Regions from separate parts of the Mus musculus genome. Here region 2 is linked to region 1. Evidence: chromatin contacts called from public promoter capture Hi-C data. All regions are on one chromosome and are shown on one strand. The core of a region is the stretch at or near the end of the contact, and the rest is flanking DNA. Distances in the headings are between cores, read along the strand shown. Region 1 holds the start of Tmcc1 (transmembrane and coiled coil domains 1). Region 2 holds the start of Mkrn2 (makorin, ring finger protein, 2).

The links. Promoter capture Hi-C pulls out the DNA fragments that hold promoters and counts their contacts.
Region 2: a promoter capture Hi-C map of pre-B cells shows a contact between it and region 1, with 2.6 times the contacts expected there. The contact joins the promoter of Mkrn2 here to the promoter of Tmcc1 in region 1. A contact is called at or near these places in 1 of 39 promoter capture datasets (pre-B cells), 2 of 484 Hi-C or Micro-C datasets (CD4 T cells and CD8 T cells) and 1 of 9 other capture datasets (liver).

Annotation. Positions count from the first base shown.
Region 1 is chr6:116,190,944-116,195,622 of GRCm38.p6, reverse strand. Tmcc1 (transmembrane and coiled coil domains 1) reads left to right here and starts at 2,249. Exons shown (of 6, transcript NM_177412.1): 1 at 2,249-2,365. It also overlaps the pseudogene Gm8213.
Region 2 is chr6:115,599,746-115,604,424 of GRCm38.p6, reverse strand. Mkrn2 (makorin, ring finger protein, 2) reads right to left here and starts at 2,487. Exons shown (of 8, transcript NM_023290.3): 1 at 2,412-2,487. The coding sequence starts at 2,437.

The DNA of each region.
Region 1 (4,679 bases), core at 1,000-3,499:
GGTCAGCGAGCAGACGCGGGTCAATGCAGCAAAAAACAGGACTGTAGCTGCTCCCATCATTGATGTTGTTCGATCAGGCTACTACAAAGTTCTGGGCAAGGGAAAGCTCCCTAAGCAACCTGTCATCGTGAAGGCCAAATTCTTCAGCAGAAGAGCTGAGGAGAAGATTAAGGGTGTTGGAGATGCCTGTGTTCTGGTGGCTTAAAAGCCACACCGGAGGTTAATTAAATGCTAACATTTTCAAAAAAAAAAAAAAGAATTGTTTTGGTGTCTCTTCATTAAGACATTTAGCTTTTTATTTCTTTTCTTTTGCTTTTAAAAATTAAGTATGGCTAAGGAGAGAAGTATAACAGGTAGGTTACCAGTCTTTAATTTTAGCTACTCAAATGACAGTGTGGATACTGTAGTTTGAATCTGCAAATCCCTAGATGAGTAAAATGTTACCTTTTGTTGGTTAATGGCCATTTTTACATCTTGTGAAATACTTACCAAAGCTTTTTGCCTACTGTTTTATTGGGTTGTTTGTCCTATTATTTCGGGCAGAGGAGGTAACTGTGTAGTTTAGCACTTACTTAGCAGGCCAGTTCAATCCTCAGCCCTGAAAGAAAAGGCCTTACATCTCCTAGACTAGACAAGACTTTCATTGGATATACTCTACTTCTGAGTTCATTTATCATCAGTAATTTGCTTTTTTAATTACTCAAATGTTTATAAACAACATGAATTTTGATAAAATTTAACTTATCAAATAATGTCATGGTTCATGACTTTAAAATAAATCTTTGCCTAACTCAGGGATACAAAGACTTTTCTGTATTTTCTTCTTTCTTTTCAGTCTTATCTTTAGGTTTATCACCCATTTTTTAAAATCAGCTTATTATTATTATTTTTTACAATGGCATACATGCTTAGCCTTCATTTTCTGATCATTTTCCTTGGTGGCTTTATTCATGCTGCCCCTTACATGTGCAAGCTCATCCTCACCACCCTCCAATCTGAGTCAACCCTGCCACCTCCTTCTCCTTCACCTTTCCTTTAATTTATCAAAATGTATATCCATTTTACTCCCAATGTTTTTCTCTATGAGCACACTGCGTCCTTGCTTTCACCATCTTGCCAGTTGCTTCCTGAATGACCTCCCTCACCCAGGCCACTTTTCACATGGCTGCATAATAATTTAAAATCAGACATAATAATCAAGTTCCTAGCCCTGCAACCACGGCTGAAGAAAAGCTCAAAGGCTTCCTGAAACTCTCAGAAGTCCCAAACCTTTTTTATCTACCTCTTTTCACGTGCAGTCTAGGTCCTGACTGCAGCACCCTGACCAGTAGCCCCTTAGCTCCCCTTCTGGCCAGGCCGTGTCCTCACCCCAGTGCACTCTTTGCAACTTAAGGATTGTTAAATTGGACTGTAGCTCCATCATCCCCAACTACATTTCGCCCATTTGGTCTCCATCAGCTTTCAAACTTCACGAGCCAATGGACTCTGTTTATTACCGTTTTCCACTCACAGATCCTCCAATACCGGAAGAAGCTTTGCCATCTTAGTGACGGACGACTGAGTTAGAGACATCCCGATAATTAAAGAGATGAGCTACTAGGGGTTTTGTCATTGACCTAAAGCCAGTCCCTAGTTGGAAGGCCCTGGGAGTCAAGGTAGAGAGAATTGTGCGACTCGGAGGAGTGGGTCCCAGAAATTAGCTTTAGCCTGTTTAGCAGGACAGCTGGCCTGAGTTACTGAGGCTCTGAGGGCACCCGAAAAGCAGAGAAAGGGGCTGAGGATACGTGGGGTCCAGAGGTGGAAGAGCCGAGAAGCTGAAGAGCCCACGGTCCGAGGGGTTGAGAGGCTAAAGAACGACAAGCCGAGGAGTCGAAGAGCCGAGATGCTGAAATGCTTCAGCGTCTGAACTGCAGGAACGGTCAGGAAAAACTCTGGCGGAGGATGCCGCACCACCTGCAGCGCCTCCGCTTACTTGACCTGCGCCCGCGTGGGGGGGTGGGCCTGAGGCGTGGCTACACCTCTGGGTCGGGTCACGCCCCCACGGCGTGCGCGGTCCCGCTCGGCACCGCCTTGCGCATGCGCTGTCGGCGGGAGGCGGAGGTTGTGGGCGGCTGTGGCGACGGGGTGCGCGTTCTCGTTCTAGCTGTCGTTCCCTCGCGCTGGTTCGCGCTCGCGCGCCGGGGCCGTGGCAGCGGCGGCGGAGGCGGCGGCGGCAGCGGCTGAGGCGGCGCGGGGGGCGGGCCGGGAGGGGGGGGTGGTCGGGGTGGGGATGGACCGGGCGCGGCGGCGGCAGCTGCAGGAGCCGGCGCTGGAGACCGAGCCGCGGCGCTGGCGGAGACGCCGGCTGTCCGTCGTCTCTCCACCGGTGAGTAGGACTGGCCCAGGCCGTGGGTGGGGACGGGCGATCTCTTTAGCGCGGCCCGTCGCGGTCGCGGGGCCTCCTCGAGGCCTGGCGCGGATCGGACCTCTGGTCGCTCTGGCGGCGCCGAAGCCCCGGGCCTCCGGCCGGACCCCGCGTCTCCGGGCCTTCTGCCTGTCATTGGGACAACCCCCGCCCCCGCCCCCGCTCGGGCACTCTCCCCCGCTCTCCTTTGGGCAGAGCTGAGCGAGGGGCGTGTGAGGACTCGCGCCCAGGCCCAAGGCCTCCTGGCTAGCCGAGGTCTGAGAGTCCTCCCTCGTCCGGCCCTGCGGTACCCATAAGTTGGCCACCGAAAGTCAGCCCTTGCCACCTGAAACCAGTCTTGCACCTTTTGTTTTGATTTTGAACTCGTGGTTTAACTTGGAGGAGGAAACCCGCTGTCCTGCGAAGAATAGGTGAGATGGGAGTCTAGGTGGTTAGGATGCCCTTTATTAACCCTTTTTGTGGAGAGCAGGGGGCCCGCAGTGAGATGCATTTCGCTACAAAACCTGAGATTTCAGCCTCAGCCAAAGTGTGGACGGTGTTGGTCCAGTGATTCAGTGTCTGTCCCACTCCATCCCTGGACAGCGTTGATGGAGGTTCCCCTACTGGATCTGCTGCTGGGGCTTCTGGAGGTAGCCCACTTGAGCTCTTGGAGAATATCTCTCTGTGCTCTGGTGTCACGTTTTACCTTAGTCTTCATAGATCATAACCAATGTCCAGGCTTAGGTTTTATTGGAAAAAAAAAAAAAACGACTACCATGCACCCCTTCTAAAATGGTTGTTGTCATAGCCTGACATAGTTGTCAAAAGATCCATGTGCACATGCGTCCCTGGAATTCCTAAATTGGCTTTTCTTTTAAGGAAAAAAGAAAAATAGAAAGAAAACAAACACAGTAAAAACCCCAAGATTGAAAAAGCAGGTAACAACTTTAGAATATAGCACAAGTTTGATTTGTTCCTCTCCCTGTCCTGTATCTTAAATTTTAGAAATTAAACTAAACCTTTGTCTTTGAGTGTATAGAATTTGCATAAAGAAATTGTCACAAAGCTTGGAGGAAAACCTTAATAGAAATGGTAAGATATAAAATCCTCCAGGACCTGGGGTCTTACCCCCCAACTTTCATTTACAGATTGAGACTGAAATTGTGAGTGGGTGGTAGTTTTATCAGTGTCTCGTAACAGAGATACTTAGAGGTGGGATTTTAGATCAACAGTACCTTGCCCTCCACCAACAGAATTGGTTGTGTTTTTTGAACTTACACACCCACTCTCTGGCTAGTAGAGAAAGATTAAAAAGCTGCTTCTGGTTTGTGGGTGGTAACCTTTTAATTTCTAAAGAATTCTCATCTGCTTACAGACTAGATAGTTGATGAGCCCCATAGGAAAATTCTAGATATTAAAAATTCATTAGCACATGATCTAGATATCTTGTCATTATGGACGCTTATTAAAGACTTGACGGGATATCAGTACCATGTACTCTGTATAGGAAATGAGATTTCTCAGAGTATTTGCATCTTAAGATAAACAGAAGCACAAACAGTGACAGTGTTATGTCACCTCTCAGTTGTTGAGTCTTTCATGAGCATAAACCTCTTGGAGTTTCAGTGTCTTGGACTAGTTGGTGAACACCAGCAATTTGAACTGTTTGGTTCATCTCTACTGGAATGATAGCCCTTTTCTATAGGAGAAAGCATAAACCCAAGAACATTTATGAACCATTCACTCATTCACCAGATATTTACTGAGCCTTTACTCTGGCCCAGAATTCTTTTTAGATTATAATAAAGGAACAGAACAAGGCTTCTGCCTCAGTGAGCTGCATTCTGGGTGTGGAGCAGAGGCATAGACAACAAATAAGCAGGCATGACCATTTCAGTGACTAGAGGACAGCAGGCAGTAAGCGCTTTGGGTTTGTTGTTTGTTTGTTTGTGAAGAAGAAAGTAAATATTTTAGCTTTGAGGCACACAGCCTCTGTTGTAGCCATGCAGTTATTGTTTCAGTATGTGCAGCAACAGACAGAAAGTAAACTGGCATGTCTATTTTCCAGTTAAACTTAGACCCTGAAGTTTGAATTTTCACATATCATGAAATGCTCGTCCTTTCCTCTTTCAACCATGTAAACATGTAAAACTAATCTTGGTTTACAAGCCACTTAGAAACCTGGGGCAAGCTGAAACTAGATTTCTATAGAAAAAGTTTGCAGGTCCCTAATGAGGATTATGATAAAAACAAACAAACAACAAACAAAACAAAGAAAACACTAGTGTGACAAGTA
Region 2 (4,679 bases), core at 1,238-3,737, 590 kb after region 1:
CAACTGTGAGGGAGAGGTGGGAAGACCCATCCTGAGTGTGGAGGTGTCGATCCTTAGGCTGGGGCCCAAGACTGAATAAAAAGGGAAGGGTGACCTCGGCACCAGCACTCTTTGCTGTCTGAGTGTATGAGGTCAGCTACAACAAGCTCCTGCCACCATGCCTTCCCCTCTGTCATGGGCTGTACCTGCAAACTGAGAGTCAAAATACAGCCTTCCTTCGTTACATGCTTCATCCAGGTATAGCACTATACAGCACTACACATTCTATGACTTGACAAGGCAGCAGAAAGAAGACCACAAACACTAGTCAACCCATCTAGCCCCAGCATTCCAACTCTTACCTGCACCACATCTTGGGTTCTCTTATTTGTGAGACAGAGCTAAAACTATCTCCGGGTACAAAGGGGGAGAATCAAAATGGCCGGGCTTAAGCATTACATGAAGGTTTTGTAGACACGTGTCTTAGGAAAGCCTTTAAGTGGTAGAACTAAAAAGCATCTAGGAGTCGGGCAGTGGTGGTGCACGCCTTTAATCCCAGCACTCGGGAGGCAGAGGCAGGCGGATTTCTGAGTTCGAGGCCAGCCTGGTCTACAGAGTGAGTTCCAGGACAGCCAGGGCTATACAGAGAAACCCTGTCTCAAAAACAAAAACAAAAAACAAAACAAAAAAACAAAACCATCTAGGTGTGGTGGCAATTAATTCTTGCATGGGAAGGAGAGGTAGGCAGATCTGAGTTCAAGGCCAGCCTGATACATATAGAGAGTTTCAGGATATACACAGAGAGACTCTGTCTCAAACAACAAAACTGTAAACAAGCAGAGTTTTAGAGGTTATTTTCTAAGTAGCTTGAGTCTGCTTTAAAGGCCACTGTGGTAGGAACACGTCCTCCTGCAGACGGAAGGGAGTAAGTACCCATTCACTCATCCTCAACAGAGACGTTCTAGTAGCGATGACCTGCAAGCACTGTTACAGGACTGCCGAAAAGTTCCCATTGCTGTGATAAATCACCAGGACCTAAAGCGACTTTGGGAGGAGAGCTTAGACTTGTAGGTATCTTCTACTTAAGTGTCTTACTCCATCACTATGGGAGGCCAGTGCAGGACTCCAGGCAGGAGCTAATGCAGAAGCAAGGAGAGTGCTGTTGACTGGCTTGACCCTCTTGGCTTGCTCAGCCTTTCTTACTGCACCCAGGACCACTAGCCCAGAGGTGGCACCACCCACAGTGAGCTGGGTCCTCCCACATCAGTTATCAACCAAGAGGTTCCCTCTTCCCAAATGATGATGTCTCATGTCAACTTTGTCAAGTTAACACAAAACTAGCATATGCATACACACAGACACACACAGACATACACAAACTGCAGTTTTCTGATTACTACTTAACATAAACCACCTGGGACCTTGGTACATGGTTCAACCCTTAATATCTTAAGTCGAACAGAACTCTTCATAAAGGTATTAGTTCTAGGAGTCTGCACTAATGAGAAATAACAAGGTCATTAAATGCTTACCACATATCCAAACTACATCTCAATTTCTTAATTTACTGAAACCAACTAAAGTCTGTATAAGCCGAGGCTCCTTTAATCCAAAAAGCTTGGGCTCAGGAGAGTCTTTAATTTTTTTTGTACTTTACAGTATTTTCATGTACATAAGGTCTTGGGGATAGTACAAGAGTCTAAACACAGAATTCATCATTTCACATATGCTTATACACATACCCTGAAAAAGTTCTCTGTGTAGCCTTTGCTGTCCTGGACTCCCTCTATAGACCAGGCTGGCTTCAACTAACTGAGATCCACCTGCCTCTGCCTCCCAGTGCTGGGATTAAAGGCGTGCGCCACCACCGCCCGCCTTCTATTTAGGTATCTTAAGAGTATTGGATTTTGGAGCCTTTTGAAATTTGGGTTTCCACAGTCGGGATTCTCACAAGCCTTACTTCCCAAGCTGCACCTCCTGAGCATGCAAACTCACAGGACTAGACCCCAATGACAGCCACAAGCTCGTCACCAAGTTAGTACGTTGCTACTCAACCCAACTATTTTTGTTTCAAAATAGTAGTCACGGAATAGTTTTCTGCTTTCCACTTCGTCTAACAAGCCGCCTTTCTGTTCCTAAATGGGTGTCGCTTTACCTCTGGTGGCCTCGGTTTCCTGCATCTCGAAATGGGACTCTTCGGAGGCTCAGTGGTGATGCTGGATAAGAAATGCGACCTGCCCGTGTTTCCCCGCAATCGCCCTCGCTCACTCTCTGCAAGTCGCGGTTGCAGCAGCTCTTGCCGCTCTAGCCTCTATGCGGCCTTCCTGCGCGTTATCCGCGCTGTCCGCCCCCCGCCACCGCCCGCCTCGGCCCCTCGCCTCCCTCCCTGGCTGCCCCGCAGCGCCCAAGGCCCAGAGGGGCCGCGCACTCACCTGCAGGTGACCTGCTTGGTGCTCATGGCGGCGGGGCCACGGGCTGGAGTCGCACTGAAACCTCAGAGCCGCCAGCGCCGTGGCCCAGCCCGGCCCCGCCCCGCCCTTCCCCGCCCCGCCCCGCCCCCCGCGGAGTCGCGTCACTCCTGCGCGCGCCACCCTCGTTCGTGCGCTACTTCTAAGGTGCCGCCCGGAAACCTAACCACCATCACAATGGGTTCCGCCAGGGCCTGGAGCCGGAAGGTCCCTACTCCTTAGTAGTCCGGATCCCAACTTTCTGAGGCTAAGGGTCTGAGCATGTCTAGTATACTGAATTTACCAATCATCTGCGAGGCCCTTACTTCTAGGGTTCGGCCCCCATCTCTCAAGGCAGTCTTTTAAGATGATGATGATGATGATTGATGATGTTAATGATGATAAAAGTAATTTTACTATTTATCTTTATTTTATGATATGAGTGTTTTTGCCTGCATGTGTGGCTGTACACCAAGTGGAATGCAGTGCTGGTGCAAGCCAGAAGAGGGAGTTAGATCACCTGAAACTGGAGTTGCAGACGATTGTGAGTTACCATGTCGGTGCTGGGAACTGAACCCTGGTCCCCAACTAAACAGCCAGTGCTCCTAACCACTGAGCCATCCTCTAGTAAGAATTTTTATTTATTTATTTATTTTTGGATAATTTCATACATGTGTACAATGTATTTGATTATATCCACACCAAATATCCTCTCCCCGTACTGATCTTTTTGTGTACATACATACATACATACATACATGCATACATACATACATACGTACATAACTCAAGGCAGGAATCTGGAGGCAGACACTGAAGCAGTATGTACATATATATAATTTGGATTTTTGCAAACTACAGTTGTGTTATCAGCTTTGAAAAAGTGTCTCCTGGTTTATTGTGTTGAGTTGGCATTGTATAGAAATGAACAGCAGGGGGCTGGAGAGATGGCTCAACGGTTAAGAGCACTGACTGCTCTTCTGAAGATCCTGAGTTCAAATCCCAGCAACCACATGGTGGCTCACAACCAGCCGAAATGAGATCATGAGATCTGGTGCCCTCTTCTGGTGTGTCTGAAAACAGCAACAGTGTACTTACATATAATAAATAAATTTAAAAAAGAAGAAGAAGAAAAAATGAACAGCATAGTACTCTGGAAACATTATGGGTATTCTTTTCATTTTATAGAGGTGGTACACTGTAAAAACAGGTAAGGACTTCTGAATGCTCAGCTCTAAATAGAACATGTGTGCCAATACCCTGACCTTGCTAGCAAGGCTCTGAGAATATCATGGAAGGGGGAGAAAGAATGTAAAAGCTGGAGGGTTGGGAGAGTGCCATGGAATGCTGTCTCCCGACATGACATAGCTTTAGACTTAGGAACACTCAGTAGCTGTGGCTACCTACAAAAGATCTGCAGAAGACTGTGCCCACGGCCAATTGTGGTAGTGCATGCCTGTGATGGTTTGTATGTGCTTGCCCAGAGAATGGCACTATTTGAAGGTGTGGCCCTGTTAGAGTAGGTGTGTTAGTGTGAGTGTGGGCATTAAGATCCTCATCCTAGCTGCCTGGAAGTGAGTCTCCCACTAGCAGCCTTAAGACAAAGATGCAGAGCCGGGCGTGGTGGCTCACGCCTTTAATCCCAGCACTCAGGAGGCAGAGGCAGGTGGATTTCTGAGTTCGAGGCTAGCCTGGTCTACAAAGTGAGTTCCAGGACAGCCAGGGCTATACAGAGAAACCCTGTCTCAAAAAAAAAAAAAAAAAAAAAGACAAAGATGTAGAACTCTCAGCTCTACCTGCACCATGCCTGCCTGGATGCTGCCATGTTCCTGCCTTGATGATAATGGACTGAACTTCTGAACCTGTAAGCCAGCCCCAATTAAATGTTGTCCTTTATAAAACTTGTATTGGTCATGGTGTCTATTCACAGCAGTAAAACCCTGTGCTAGGCCTGACCATGCTTTTGTTTGGAAGAATATAGATTTGGGGACTTTGGATTTGGAAAGCAGTGGAATGCTTTAAAAAGGGATTAGTGGGTTATCCTAGCAGGAATACGGAAGACTTTGTTACTGAGAGTGATTTGAATTGTGCTGACCTGGCCCAAGAGGTTTCAGGGGAGAATTTCAGTTTGTGGGCTAGAGACTGTTTTTGTGGTATTTTTGGTGAAGAATATGCTCTTGTCTGAAGAGTCTGCCTGAGGCTAAAGTGAAGAGACACAGATTGATTGCATTGACAAAGGAAGCCTCAGAAAAG